2 separate regions of the Sus scrofa genome follow, and region 2 is linked to region 1. Evidence: chromatin contacts called from public HiChIP or PLAC-seq data. All regions are on one chromosome and are shown on one strand. The core of a region is the stretch at or near the end of the contact, and the rest is flanking DNA. Distances in the headings are between cores, read along the strand shown.

What was found. HiChIP or PLAC-seq counts read pairs in DNA pulled down with a chosen protein or histone mark.
Region 2: an H3K27ac HiChIP or PLAC-seq map of skeletal muscle shows a contact between it and region 1. The contact joins two enhancer-like sites. A contact is called at or near these places in 5 of 47 Hi-C or Micro-C datasets (embryonic fibroblasts, fetal skeletal muscle, heart right ventricle and 1 more) and 1 of 2 datasets of contacts at active chromatin or transcription factors (skeletal muscle).

The regions. Positions count from the first base shown.
Region 1 is chr7:10,455,508-10,461,739 of Sscrofa11.1, reverse strand. It overlaps LOC106507125 (a long non-coding RNA gene), which reads right to left. Exons shown (of 4, transcript XR_002346312.1): 2 at 5,880-6,043. Among named protein-coding and RNA genes, the nearest start is that of CD83, 110 kb to the right of the region's middle. Within about 2 kb of position 2,734, at least 6 of the 83 cell types and tissues checked have an H3K27ac peak or open chromatin away from gene starts, as enhancers often do. A contact at or near this core is called in skeletal muscle, where this site is marked.
Region 2 is chr7:10,909,157-10,915,388 of Sscrofa11.1, reverse strand. No RefSeq gene overlaps it. Among named protein-coding and RNA genes, the nearest start is that of MIR9807, 150 kb to the right of the region's middle. Within about 2 kb of position 3,363, at least 25 of the 83 cell types and tissues checked have an H3K27ac peak or open chromatin away from gene starts, as enhancers often do. A contact at or near this core is called in skeletal muscle, where this site is marked.

The DNA.
Region 1 (6,232 bases), core at 1,485-3,984:
GACTGCAGCTTCCTGAGAGGCTCTGAGCCAGACCACCCAGGTAAGCCATGCCCAGAATCCTGGCCCTCAGAAACTATGAGTGATGAATGTTTGCTATATTAAGTCCCTTAAGTTTGGAGATAATTTGTTATGCAGTACAGAAAACTAGTAAAGCTCTTTCGTTGATAAGATATCCAACACCTGATTCTTTCAGCAGTATCATCATCCTGAAACATCACGCATCTATGACTGATTATACATAGCAGGCAACCCACCCGAATCCTTCAGTACTTGTAAAGGTATTTCCAACACATACGTGCGCACCGTGCAGAGCCCTGGGGTCCGTGCAGGGCACTCTCTTTGAACAGTCCTCCTTCAGACACAGACATGTCATCGCCCTGTTCCTACATGTGGCCAGCGGACTCTTTGTCATCCTCAAAAAGTCCTATCAAGGACTTCAGAAAATTGCCTTTAAATAAATCTCTAATTTAACAAGACCTGTCATTCTCTGGCCAGACCTGTCTCACACACAGAGACTTACCAAGGACTGCTGTTCATTCATTCAGCATTAATTAATTACTAATAAATGGTTAATAATGAACTCACCAGGCATCAATCTTTACAAAGATGAAAGACCCGGCCTGTGCCCTCGGGAGCCTTTAGGAAAAGCGCCATCATGTAGTCCCGTACAACCGTGGTGGAGCAACACTTCAAGCCTCCTGGAGGAGGGTGGGGAGACCACGTGGGCTTTCGAGAAAAGAGTTTGTGCAGAGACTCAATTCTAACTTTTGAAAAGGATTTTTTTGTGGCCACACCCATGGCTTGTGGAAGTTCCCAGGCCACAGCAGTGACCTAAGCCAGAGCAGCGACAATGCCAGACCCTTAACCTGCTGCACCACCAGGGAGCTCCACTGAAAAGTACTTTTGTAGCACCTTCAGGACCCCTAACCTTGCCCTGAGTGGAAAACCAGAAGAACAGAGCATGCTGTTTTTGATGAGCAGTATTATGTAACGCCCGGTGGAATATTCAGGTTCAACAAAAGCACCAAAGAATAACAACCGTAATCCAGGATGTCAACATTAGCCCTGAACACGCCCTTGGTTCCTATGAAGGTTGAAGCCAAGTGCTCAGCGCCAGGCAGGGTGGAAGCAGACACATCTTCTCCTTGACAGGCTTTGTTCCAGGTCAGTCTGAAAGGTACACAACACTGCCCCAGCTCAGAGGCTGGCAGAACTCACATAACAGGTGGAAATATATGTCAGTGAGAGATTTCCACAGTGTTTATTCACTTGCCAGATTTATTTATCAGGTACGGGATTGAAAGGATTTCCCCACAGGATACGTAGAGCTTAGTGTGCAGAGAAAATGCTCTTCCAGGAAACCTTCCACTAATCAGGTCCTGGTTTTTGCATCCTAGCAGAACCGTGCTTGTTGCCCTTTGCAGGCATTTCTGGCAAGAGCAAACATCCATGCCAGCAAACAAAGCCAGCTAAAGTGTGGCATCTCTCTATTGCACTGAAGAGCAGCTGTCTCTTTTTCAAAGTACACAGGCACATTTTAATACTAGGTTAGACCTGTACGTTTAAGATGAAACAACTTTAGGTCCCCCAAGCCTAAAACACCTGAATGGGAAGGGAAAACAGCCTTCGCCCACTGCTCTGTCTACCCGGAGCCATCATGAGGTGATTTCTAGAAGCTACTCAAGCCCATGCTGGGTCTAGGAATGTGTTCATTAAGAATTTGTTGCATCAGAGTTTAAAAATGCAGCTGGATATTCACGGGTCTCCTGACAGGCCGAGTGGAAGGGAGGAGGCCAGCCTAGCAAGCGTCTTATGTGATCTTTGCTCTCCCTGCCTCTATGGGGAGGCCACAGCAACCAGATGAAGAATGAGCAAAATCACCCCTCATCTGGCCTGGTTGATGCCAAACATCTGGATGTTACATAATAAGTCATGGGGATCATTTTTCCTGCTTTCCTTTGCTCTCTCCTTCGAAATAGGCCTAGGGAGTTCCCACTGTGGCTCAGCAATAACAAACCTGACTGGCACCCATGAGGATGCAGGTTTGATCACTGGACTCGCTCAGTGGGTTAAGGATCCAGCGTTGCTGTGAGCAGCCGCGTAGGTCACAGACGAAGCTCAGATGGGGGGTTGCTGTGGCTGTGGTGGAGGCCGGCAGCTATAGCTCTGATTCAGCCTCTAGCCTGGGCACGTCTACATGCCTCGAGTGCAGCCCTAAAAAGAAAAAAAAAAAAAAAAGGCCTAAAAATAAAATATGGTTTTTAAACTCTAAACTCCATATATTTTCCATAAGCTCTTTGAGCAGAGTGGTTCAACTACTCTTTTCAACTAGAAACTGCGGGAGTGCTCAGAGCAGAAACCACTCAAATGAAGCTGAGAACCATGGGGTCTTCAGACACCCATTCCTCACAGGCAAACGGCTCAGGACAGTAATGGGAAGTGCAAACGTGCTAACGGCTGTGGATGCCAGTGACCTTGACCCTGAAGAAGCTCCCTTATGCACAGTGGCTCAGTATTACACAAAGAGGAAAGACACCAACAACCCAGAGGATTTCCTTTTGTTTAGTTCCTTATAACTTTTCAAGGTAACTTGAGACAGGACACAGCTGACCTTTTGGGTTTTTTTTGGCCTCGTGGCATGTGAAAATTCCCCAGCCAGGGATCCAACCCGCGCCAGCGCCACAACCAAAGCTGTTGCAGTGACAATGCCAAATCCTTAACACGCTGTGCCACAGCTGGCCTTAAGGTCACCAAGTCCTTGGTCAAACACAAGGTGTGGCCACAAGTGACTATGCTGGTTCTCTCCCTCTCTCTCCGTCCTCAGGGAAGCTGTTCTAGGCCCGAGGCCAGCCTCCTTCACTTGGTCAGGAACTGGGCTGACTCTCTCCGCTCACTGGGTCTATTTTCCCTTCCCTGGCTACTCTCTTTTCTGCCTCTTGGTTACTCCTCCAGCTCATGTACTGCTATCCATTTAGGCCCAAAGAAACAAACCTGTGACCCCAAAGGGTGACACATCATGCCTCAGGCACCGTGGCAGGAGCGTTCTCTTTGAGGAAGGGATTATCCCCACGTGACTGTGGAGAGACTGAGACTCCAGAAGACTAAGTAACTTGCTGGCCAAGTGGCTGAGCTGGAATCTGAACCCAGGTCTGAGGACAGAAGAGGCCGGGTAAAATCGATGTCAAGAGCCTGGCGTTTGAAGTCAGCAGACATGGGTGCAGACTGAACTCTACCACTTAACTGTGTAACTTTTTGCAAGTCACTAAATTTCTCGAAGCCTAACGCTCCTTATTTGCAAAATGGAGATAACGATAACGGTGTCTCCAGAGGGTTTTGCGATAATGAAAACGGGAAGGTAAAGTACTTGGTGGAGTGACCGGAGTGCTGGAAGTTTCTGAAAGTTATTCACTATCATTATCAGTAGCCACTGGATTTGCTCTATTCCCCTCAATGGCACACCTTCCACAAAAGCACTTTGCCTTTGGCTGTTAGGCTTTAAACAAAATACCCTGGTGACTCTACATCTCGTGGCAATGAGGAGTTGCTTAAACTACTTCTTTTATTTTTTTGCTTTTTAGGGCCACACCCGCAGCATATGGAGGTTCTCAGGCTAGGGGTCTAATCAGAGCTGGAGCCGCCGGCCTACCTCACAGCCACAGCCACACAGGATCTAAACTGCATCTTCGACCTACACCACAGCTCATGGCAACGCTGGATCCTTAACCCACTGAGAGAGGCCAGGGATGGAACCCGCATCCTCATGGACACCAGTCAGATTTGTTTCTGCTGCACAACGGAAACTCCCCGTAGGAATTTTTATTGTTTGCTCAACCAGAAGTTTGAAAGTAAATGGTCCTAAGGAAGGTTCGATACCATCAGGGCCTCAGGCTCACCGCGGCTGCCGTAGCTCCAGACATCATACCTTCATGTGCTAGAACCGAAGGGAGAAGGACAAAAATAACGTCCTCCTCATATCCTCCTCTCTCATAAGGAAGGAAAATCTTTTTCAATTGCTTCCAGCAGATTTTACATGACATACCCTTGGTCAAAAGCGAATATATGTCTACCTATGTCTGGCCAAGGAGAATGGGCTTGCCTTGGTTGCCTGCAAAGGGCCAGAGAGTAAATAATGCAGTCTTTGCAAACTCTACGGTCTCATCTCTGCTGTTGCAGCATGAAAGCACCTGGAGATGAAAGGTAGAGGCATGAGTGTCTGTGTTCCAAGAAATTTTTACCCAAAGAGTTGGCAGCTGGATCTTGCCAATCCCTGCCTTGGACCAGTCACAAGCCATCAGTGTCACTGAGTACGTCGCCGTCCAGATTAAAGCTGGGTTCTGTTAGCAAGGGAAGAAGGACAACGGCTGTTGAGCGGAGCGTGCTGCAGGGAGAGGGGTGCTGCAGAACTCGAGGGAAAGCAGTGAGATTTAAAGGTGTGAGGAGCAGAGTTGGACCCCTCAGGAAGCTAGAGGCTACACGCACGCAGAGATGGGAAAGCACAAACCCACCTGCTTCTGGTGTGGACACATCCCCAGTGTCCACACCAGTAGTTCAGACTGCTATGGAAGAGCCCTAGGATTCCTCAGAGGTGCCCGGGGCATGTGTAGGGGGGACCACAATGAGAGGGCCCGTCGCAGGCCCCTGCCCTTGCAACCGGAGCCAGAGACTTCTTATTTTCATCTGTTCTACGTACAGGCGTTCCTCCGAGATAGTGCAGGTTTGGTTCCAGACCACAACAATAAAGCAAAAATTGCAATAAAGCGGAGTCACAGGAATTTTTTGGTTTTCCAGTGCATATAAAATTATGATTACACAACATAGTCTATTAAGTGTACAAACACATGAGGTCTAAAAACACAAGGTATATACCTTAGTTTAAAAATACTTTATTGCTAAACAATAGTGACCATCCTCTGAGCCTTCTGCGAGTTGTAATCCTTTTGCAAATGGCAGGGTCAAAGGTCACTGATTATGAGTCACCATAACAAATATATTAAGAATGAGAAAGTTTGATGAAATATTGCAAAAATTACCAAAACACGACACAGGGACGTGGAGGCGGCAAATGCTGCTGGGAAAATGCACCGATAACCTTGCTTACAGGATTGCCCCAAACCTTCAATTGTAAAAAGCCAAAAAAAAATTCAACTTCTTCGAAGTGCAATAAAGCGGAGAACAAAAAAAGAGGATTCCTATAGTGCATTTCTGTTTGGGGGGCCTTAATGGGAGGGAGCAGGGGGAAATCGCTAATAAAAAAAATTAGAAACCACTGGCCTAAAAGATAAAAATCTAATCTGCCCATAAAGTATCACTTTCTAATTATATCTCCTGTGTTTCTAGTAAACTCTGCCCTCAGGAGATGCCTTATGCAAGACCGACTTCATCGCAAGTTACTCTACCCTTGTCCCTTTCCTTCAGCCTTGCACCCCAGCTCATCTGCAGGCCAGGACGCCCCTCTTAATTCTACTCAAAGAGAAACTTTCCCCAACATAGAAGCTCCCTCTCAGGCTAACATAACGTATTTGCATGTTACAGCTGGTGGCAAAGGGAATGTTAAGAGGGAAAGGAGTCTCTGTCTTTACATTTCATACCTAGTTGTACAGAAAGAACATAAATGAAAGTTGAGCATAAAGCAACGAGCGTGATTAGTATATGTGTGACACACACACACACACACACATAAGCAACATACACTTCCGAATGCGTCTGACCCTGCCTACATCCCTGGAATACATGCTCTCCAGTAAAGCTGCCAGAACTCACCTCCTTGGCGGGGGGGGGGCTTTCTTTTTGGCAATTTAGATCCAGTTTTCAAGCCACAAAACCAGCCCATTCAGGTATGGTGTATCCTATTTCCTTTTCCCAAGAATGGTTTCTCCTACCTTAATGGACTCTTTCGCTGGACTCCAAATGACTTCCAGGTGGTTCGAAACAGCACCTCCGCCTTCAAAAGCAGCATTGATGTGCCTCAGGTTCTGAAGGTGATTCCTCAGAAGATGCCCCCACTGTTAAGGGCAATGGCCACTCTACAGCCATGACTGGACTCCTGAAAACATAAAGCAGGGGAGGTCCCTTCAGCTGGCATAGTCAAGGAAGTTCTTAGATGGAAACAAGTACAGTTGGACCTTGAAGCTGGATGAGGTTTGGTTAAGAATAGGAATAAGGAGTTCCCATCATGGCTCAGTGGTTAACGAACCCGTCTAGCATCCATGAGGATGTGGGTTCCATCTCCGGC
Region 2 (6,232 bases), core at 2,114-4,613, 450 kb before region 1:
CCACTATTTCAGGTGATCAGGCGCACAGAGGTCCTCCGATGCCTGAGGCAGCCCAGGGAAACGGGGCCTCTTGCATCCCAGACTCCTCACTTGGTCTTGCGGGGTTGCTCTCCTTGCCTGTGTCAGCCTCTGCTACCGCTGCAGCCCCTGCTGTCTCTCGTTCCACTCCTCACGATTCGGGCTTCCTTGTGCCTCTTCTGGTGATGCTTGCTTGCTCCTCCCCAGATGTGGCCGCAGACGTGACGGATCTCACCACCCCGCGTCCTGCGAGGCCTGATGGGACCACGCGGTGTGGTGGTTCCCTCTTGGCAGAGCTTCCCGCCCCGGCCAGCTCTTGCTTGACTTGTTTGCCGCTGCTCACATCAGATGGGGCAGCAGGGAGGCAGGACCCTACTGGATGAAGCTGGCCTTTGAAGAGGGAATTGCCCGAGGTGAGCCCCTTCCTCAGAGAAAGGCTGTGGGCCATTGTAAAGGGGACACGTGTGGGACAAAAGTTTTTCTTGGAGTTCCCGTCGTGGCGCAGTGGTTAACGAATCCGACTAGGAACCATGAGGTTGCGGGTTTGGTCCCTGCCCTTGCTCAGTGGGTTAAGGATCCAGCGTTGCCATGAGCTGTGGTGTAGGTTGCAGACGCGGCTTTGATCCTGCGTTGCTGTGGCTCTGGCGTAGGCCGGTGGCTACATCTCCGATTCGACCCCTAGCCTGGGAACCTCCATATGCTGCGGGAGCGGCCCAAAGAAATAGCAAAAAGTCAAAAAAAAAAAAAAAGTTTTTCCTGAGCCTCTCTGCAGCATAGAGGGAAGAAGATTCAGTTTTCTGGGAGAAATCCTCGGGAGAGCTGAGTGCTGGGTCAGAGGAGGGCAGCGTGAGAGGACCGCCCACCTGCCTCCAGATTGTGGGGTTGCCTAGAGGAATTTGAGAATATATGGTGGATTCTTAGCTTGTGCCTGATGTGCGTCCCCCCTCTGGTGCCTCTGTGTTTGTCGTGGGAAGGGTACTGAAGACCAGGGGTCCAGAGGAGGCAGCCCAGAACCAGAATGTGAAGGTGTGGGAGCTTGGGCTAGATGCCCAGATTGGCTGAAATTGCAGGGAAGATGTTAGACACTCAGTGGCCTGGACTTGGGTGGCCTAGAGATTATCCAGAGGTCTTCCTTAACCTCTAACTGTCACATAAAAGGCAGCGTCTGGGTAGAAAGATGAGATCAGACACCAAAGTTCAAATAGCCAGAAAGAAACACCAGACCAGAGGGGAGGGGCCAAGACTGGCCCCCATTAGGGCAGAGAGGTGGAGCTGCTGGAATGTGGGTCAGGACCTCTCGTTTAGGGACAGACTCGCCAGTGGGCGGAAGGCATCCTTCAGGGCCACTTCCGTGATTGGGAGAAGGGAAGCTACAAGGATGGAGGGAGAACTAGACACCCAGCCTCAAGCCACGTCCCTTCCTCGCAGAGTGTGAAAGAGTGCCGAGGAAAAGTGGGCTGCACACCCACTCGCCGGCCTTTCTCTCTCCTAGCCCATTGTCTCCACTCCCCTCTCGGCCTGGGCCCTCCGCGAGAGACAGAGCCATCCTCGGAGAAGCCTTTGTCACAACCCAGCCTTGATATGGGCCGTGAAGGTGAATGGATGAACACCAAGGAAATAAGCCGCTGAGCGCGGTTTTGAGACTGCATCTCAAAACGATGTTGGTCACCTGCCTCCTCTGAGTGTAATAGAAGTCATGCAGCTTAAAAACTCTGACTGTTGATTTGAAAATTTACCCCATGCAGTGATTGATAATAGAAGCTTTCAGGAATGAACAAAAAAAGAGGGGGAGGGGACGGTACACCAGTGCCGGGAAAACATATGTGGATAAGGTTCCACATATGTTTGAAAGGGAGGATGCTTAAAAGCCTTGACAGTTCACCTTCCCCATGTGGCGCTCAGCTGTCCCGACTTCCCGGGTCTGGGTTACAGGTGGGCACACAGAGGCACAGGCCATCAGGAGAGGAGGGTGCAGGCTCTCTGTCCATCTTGGTATCATTCTTGGTTTTTTTTCTTCTTATGGTTGCACCTGCAGCATATGGAAGTTCTCAGGCTAGGGGTCAAATTGTAGCTGTAGCTGCCAGCCTATACCACCGCCATGGGGTCCGAGCTGCATCTGCAACTCACTGCGGCCTGTGGCAACACCAGATCCTTAACCCACTGAGTGAGGCCAGGGATCCATCGCACATCCTCATGGATGCCATGTCGGATTCCTAACCCACTGAGCCAGAAGGGAAACCCCCTCTTAGTATCATTATTTAAAGCGGCACAGTGACCAGACTACCACCGATGGCTTATTTTGAACCAACCAGGAGAAAAAAAAAGGAGGCCTGGCCGTTCCCAGAGACCGCTGCCCCTGTCCCTGCCTGCACTTAAGAGGGCCACTTGACCGTTCCGAGGAAGATGTTACTGTGGACCAAAAAAAGACATTCTGTTTGACTGGGCCGTGCTCCAAAGAGGGAAGATGTGGCCTCTTCGTCCCTCGATTGCCTTCGAAGCAGACTTTTCCCTCCCCCGGGGTCGTTCATCAGATTAGAGCCCTTTTCTAGGCCCTCGACTTTGTTAGAGATTTTCTTAGGAAACACCCAGTGGTTTCAGGTTTTAGTGGAAGGAGGGTGGATGGAACTTCATTGACGCTGAGCCTGAGGTCGAGGCGAGGGCAACGATCTGTCCGATTCGCTATTCTCAAGATGGAAGGAGGGAGGGAAGTTACACCAAGCCCCTCGAGTGACGCCGTCTTAGTGAAGCAGTCCTGAGGGTCAGCCTGGGTTTGAGCGGCCTGGAGGGGATTTATTGCCTAGAACAGCGAATTCTAAAATGCAGCTGCAGTCCAGACACGTGAAGAACCTTCGTAAATACTGATGCCTGGGCCTCATTCCCACAGAGTCTGACTCAGTCGGTGTGTTTATTTCCTGGGGCTGCCACAGCAAAGTTCTACAGACTTCAGGGGGTGGGGTGGTGCTTAAACAGCAGACATGTATTGTCTCGCAGCTCTGGGGGCTAGAAGTCCAAGATCAAGGCCCTGGCAGCGTTAGTTTCTTCTGAGGCCTCTCTGCTGGGCTTGCAGCCGCCTGCCTTCTTCCCGCATCCTTACAGGGGGTCCGTGCTCTCATCTCCTGTTCTCATGAGGACACGGGTCACATTGGAGCTGGCCCACTGTCGTGACCTCCTTTCACTTTAGCCACCCTCCAAAGACCTGATGGCCAAGAGGAGCACCCTCTGAGGCGCTGGGGTTAGGACTTCCACCATGAATCTGGGGGGACACGGTGTAGCCCGTAGCAGTCGGCCGGGCGAGCTCAGGCATCGGTGCCGTGAGCGCCTCCCCCAGATACTCGGATTGCAGCTGAGGTTGGGAATCTCTGTTCCAGATGGCTCTGTCCGAGCATCCAGAAACAGCTGCTTGGAGCAGAATCCCCGGACAGTCATTTTTTACATTGTGAAAGTGCTGGGAACTTGTGCAGGAAAAGGCTGCTGTAAACAGAGCGACGCAAAGAGCTTCGGATACCAAATGAGGTGACCGTGGAGAGACTGTTCAGAAGTCCCTCCTGCCTCCCTGGGGATGGGGATGGGGGCGCTGCTCTTCTCCCCCGCCCCCGCCCCGGGGGTCCAGCAGGCGGGGTGCTTTTAAGGAGCTCCCCAAGGACGGCCAGACTCCCTCACTGCACTGCTGGATTTTCTGAGCGTCGTGATCTGTGGCTTGGTTTCCTGAGTTGACCTACCCCCCAGGAGGGGCGCGCCCTGTGCAAGCAGCTGGCCTCAGTTCTTGGGCCAGGAATACAGTAGCACCTTCCAGAACCCCGCAGCGGGGCCCTTGGACAGACACGCCTGCCTCCTGTGAGAGTGCTTGATGAGAGGTGAACAATTAACGGGAGGCTGGGGTCGCTCCCAGGCGGATCTGCCGCGGGTGGTGACTGGCGTGTGGGGGCGAGTGTCGTGATGCAGCGCCCGGGCTGACTCAGCCCAGCTCCCCTCCCGGCTCCCGGCAGGCACGCACTGGCGCCTCCTGGCTCAGCCCGCGGCAGGAGTCTGTTTCTCTGTTGCTCTTGCCCTGCAAACTCAGTTCTGGCTTTTTCAAAGATTGCTGATTTTTTTTTTTAAAGACAATCCTTTTGTGAATCTGACTTTCCTTTTTGTTCATAGCTGATGGTTGCCCTGTGTCTCTCACTCCGAGGCCAGTTATTCACAAGTAAGAGGAGCGGTTCCCCCCGCCTCCCATGAGCCCACATTCATCCGGAGGTCAGGAGGCACTCAAGTTCCCCTCCTGACGTCCTCTGTCCTTAGTCCCCCCCCTCCACCCCACCCCGAGAGGACAGACTTGATGCGGCCTCGCTCTCCAGCCTGGAATGTGTGTCAGGTGCTGGCTTGGGGGGCTTTCCTTCCTTCACTGCACGGCATCCTCTCAGAGGACCAAAGCCACCAGTATGCTTGGCACCCCCACTTTGCAGATGAGGAATCAAAGCTCAGGGGGTGAAGACCTGCCCGGGAATATCCAATGGTGGGAGAATCAGATTCAGATCTACCTCATCCTGACTCCAGATCCCATTCCTGGCTGCTGGGCCTTCTGAGCAGTGCTGACACACCGCTGCTGATCCCATGCGCCCCCCTGGCTCTACAAGGCATCTCTCTGGTGGGCCGTCTCACACCTCTGACCCAGACCTTTCCTTGCCTGAGCTGCAGGCTGGGGCCCCTCGGAGCTCACCTGCCCCCCGCCGAGCTCCAGATGGCCCTCTTTTTGGGAGCCTGCTCTGCCCTGACCTTCCCTTTCCTGAGGATTTGTCTCCATTCAGTGACTCAGGCCAAGATGTGGGAGTCACCCTTGACTCCTCGCTCTCTCCCAGCCCACAGGCACGTCATCAGCGAATCCAGCGAGACTAACAATATCCAGAACCCAGCCACCTCCTCCCACCTCCGCCGTGACCGCTCTCCTCCCCGCCTCCGTGAGTCATCTCTGTCACCCCCTCATTCAGAGCCCTTGGAGCCTTCCTGTCTCATTCAGGGGTGTCAGTTATTAAGTTATTGCCTCCTGACTCCACGCCCGTCCTTCCACATTGGATTTCACCTCGCCCCGACTGGGCCCCCAGAAACCACCCTTCTCCTTGCTCAGCTCGCTCGGCCGGTAGGAGGCGCTAGAGGGAGAGCTCACCCCTGCAGAAGGGACTGCTTCCTCTGTTTTCTGTGGGTTCCCCTCGCCTGCACCTCCTGTGAGGGGCACCACGGCCCTACTGCCTCACCCCCACAGAGGCAGGCCCTTGCCGTAGCAGCAGTTACATCCACGCTGCAACTTTCTTCACACTCAGGAACCAACCTCACTGTGCACCCCAGGGTCAGCAGAGCTGGTTGCATTTCCCCCTCTGCAGGGTCCTGAACCTGGAGGACCCTCTTCAGAGCTTCCAGGGGTGTTTTAAGCGGCCTTGGGGAGAATCCTAAAGAGGGTGCTGGCATCACAGGAGAATGAAGACGGGAGCCACCTGGCACTGTCAGCGTCTCCACTGCGCGAGGCCCTGGCTGTACCTGGGAAGTGCGTTACATCCTCCCTCTCTTTTCACCCAGTTGCTATAGTTTTTCCCGGCTGGGAGGCCTGGGGGGGGTGCAGAGCTAACTAAATTTAGAAGTTGCGGAATCTACGGCATCTCAACTTCACTCTCACTTTCCATTCTGACTGGCTTTTGAACTAATGGACATGGAGGGGCTGCCTTCCTAGAACAGTATCCTCCGAAGTTCATGGAACACCCTAAGTGGTTACCAGCTCCCGTGAGCTTAATTCATAACAGACAGGCTTGGGAGTGTCGGTGGCTGGCTTGTCCTCTGTGTACAGACTTTGTGAGGCCAGGTCTGCCGTGGAGATGGCCACACCTCACTTCTAAGATGAAGCTTCATCGAACTGGACTAACGACATTTTCAGACCAGGAAGAGGCAAGAGAGTTTCTTGACGCTAGCAGTTAGCAGGGACTCACCTTCCCAGAGCTGAAGGTGGAATGGACCCTAAATCCGGCACGTTCCGGGCTACACCCTGCCCTGCTGGGTTGTGGGTAGGTTCCCTGGATTACAGTGGCATGTTACAGTTCTCACTGCGTGGTTCATCTGTTCAGTCTTGTTTGCCTTGGACCTGAGCCACCCGGGTTTCTGAAGGTGGTGAGCTGGCCACTGTTCCTGGCCCCACAACACAGGTGTGATCTGTGCCATGTGAAATGCGAGTGGCAATTATAGTGGCTGA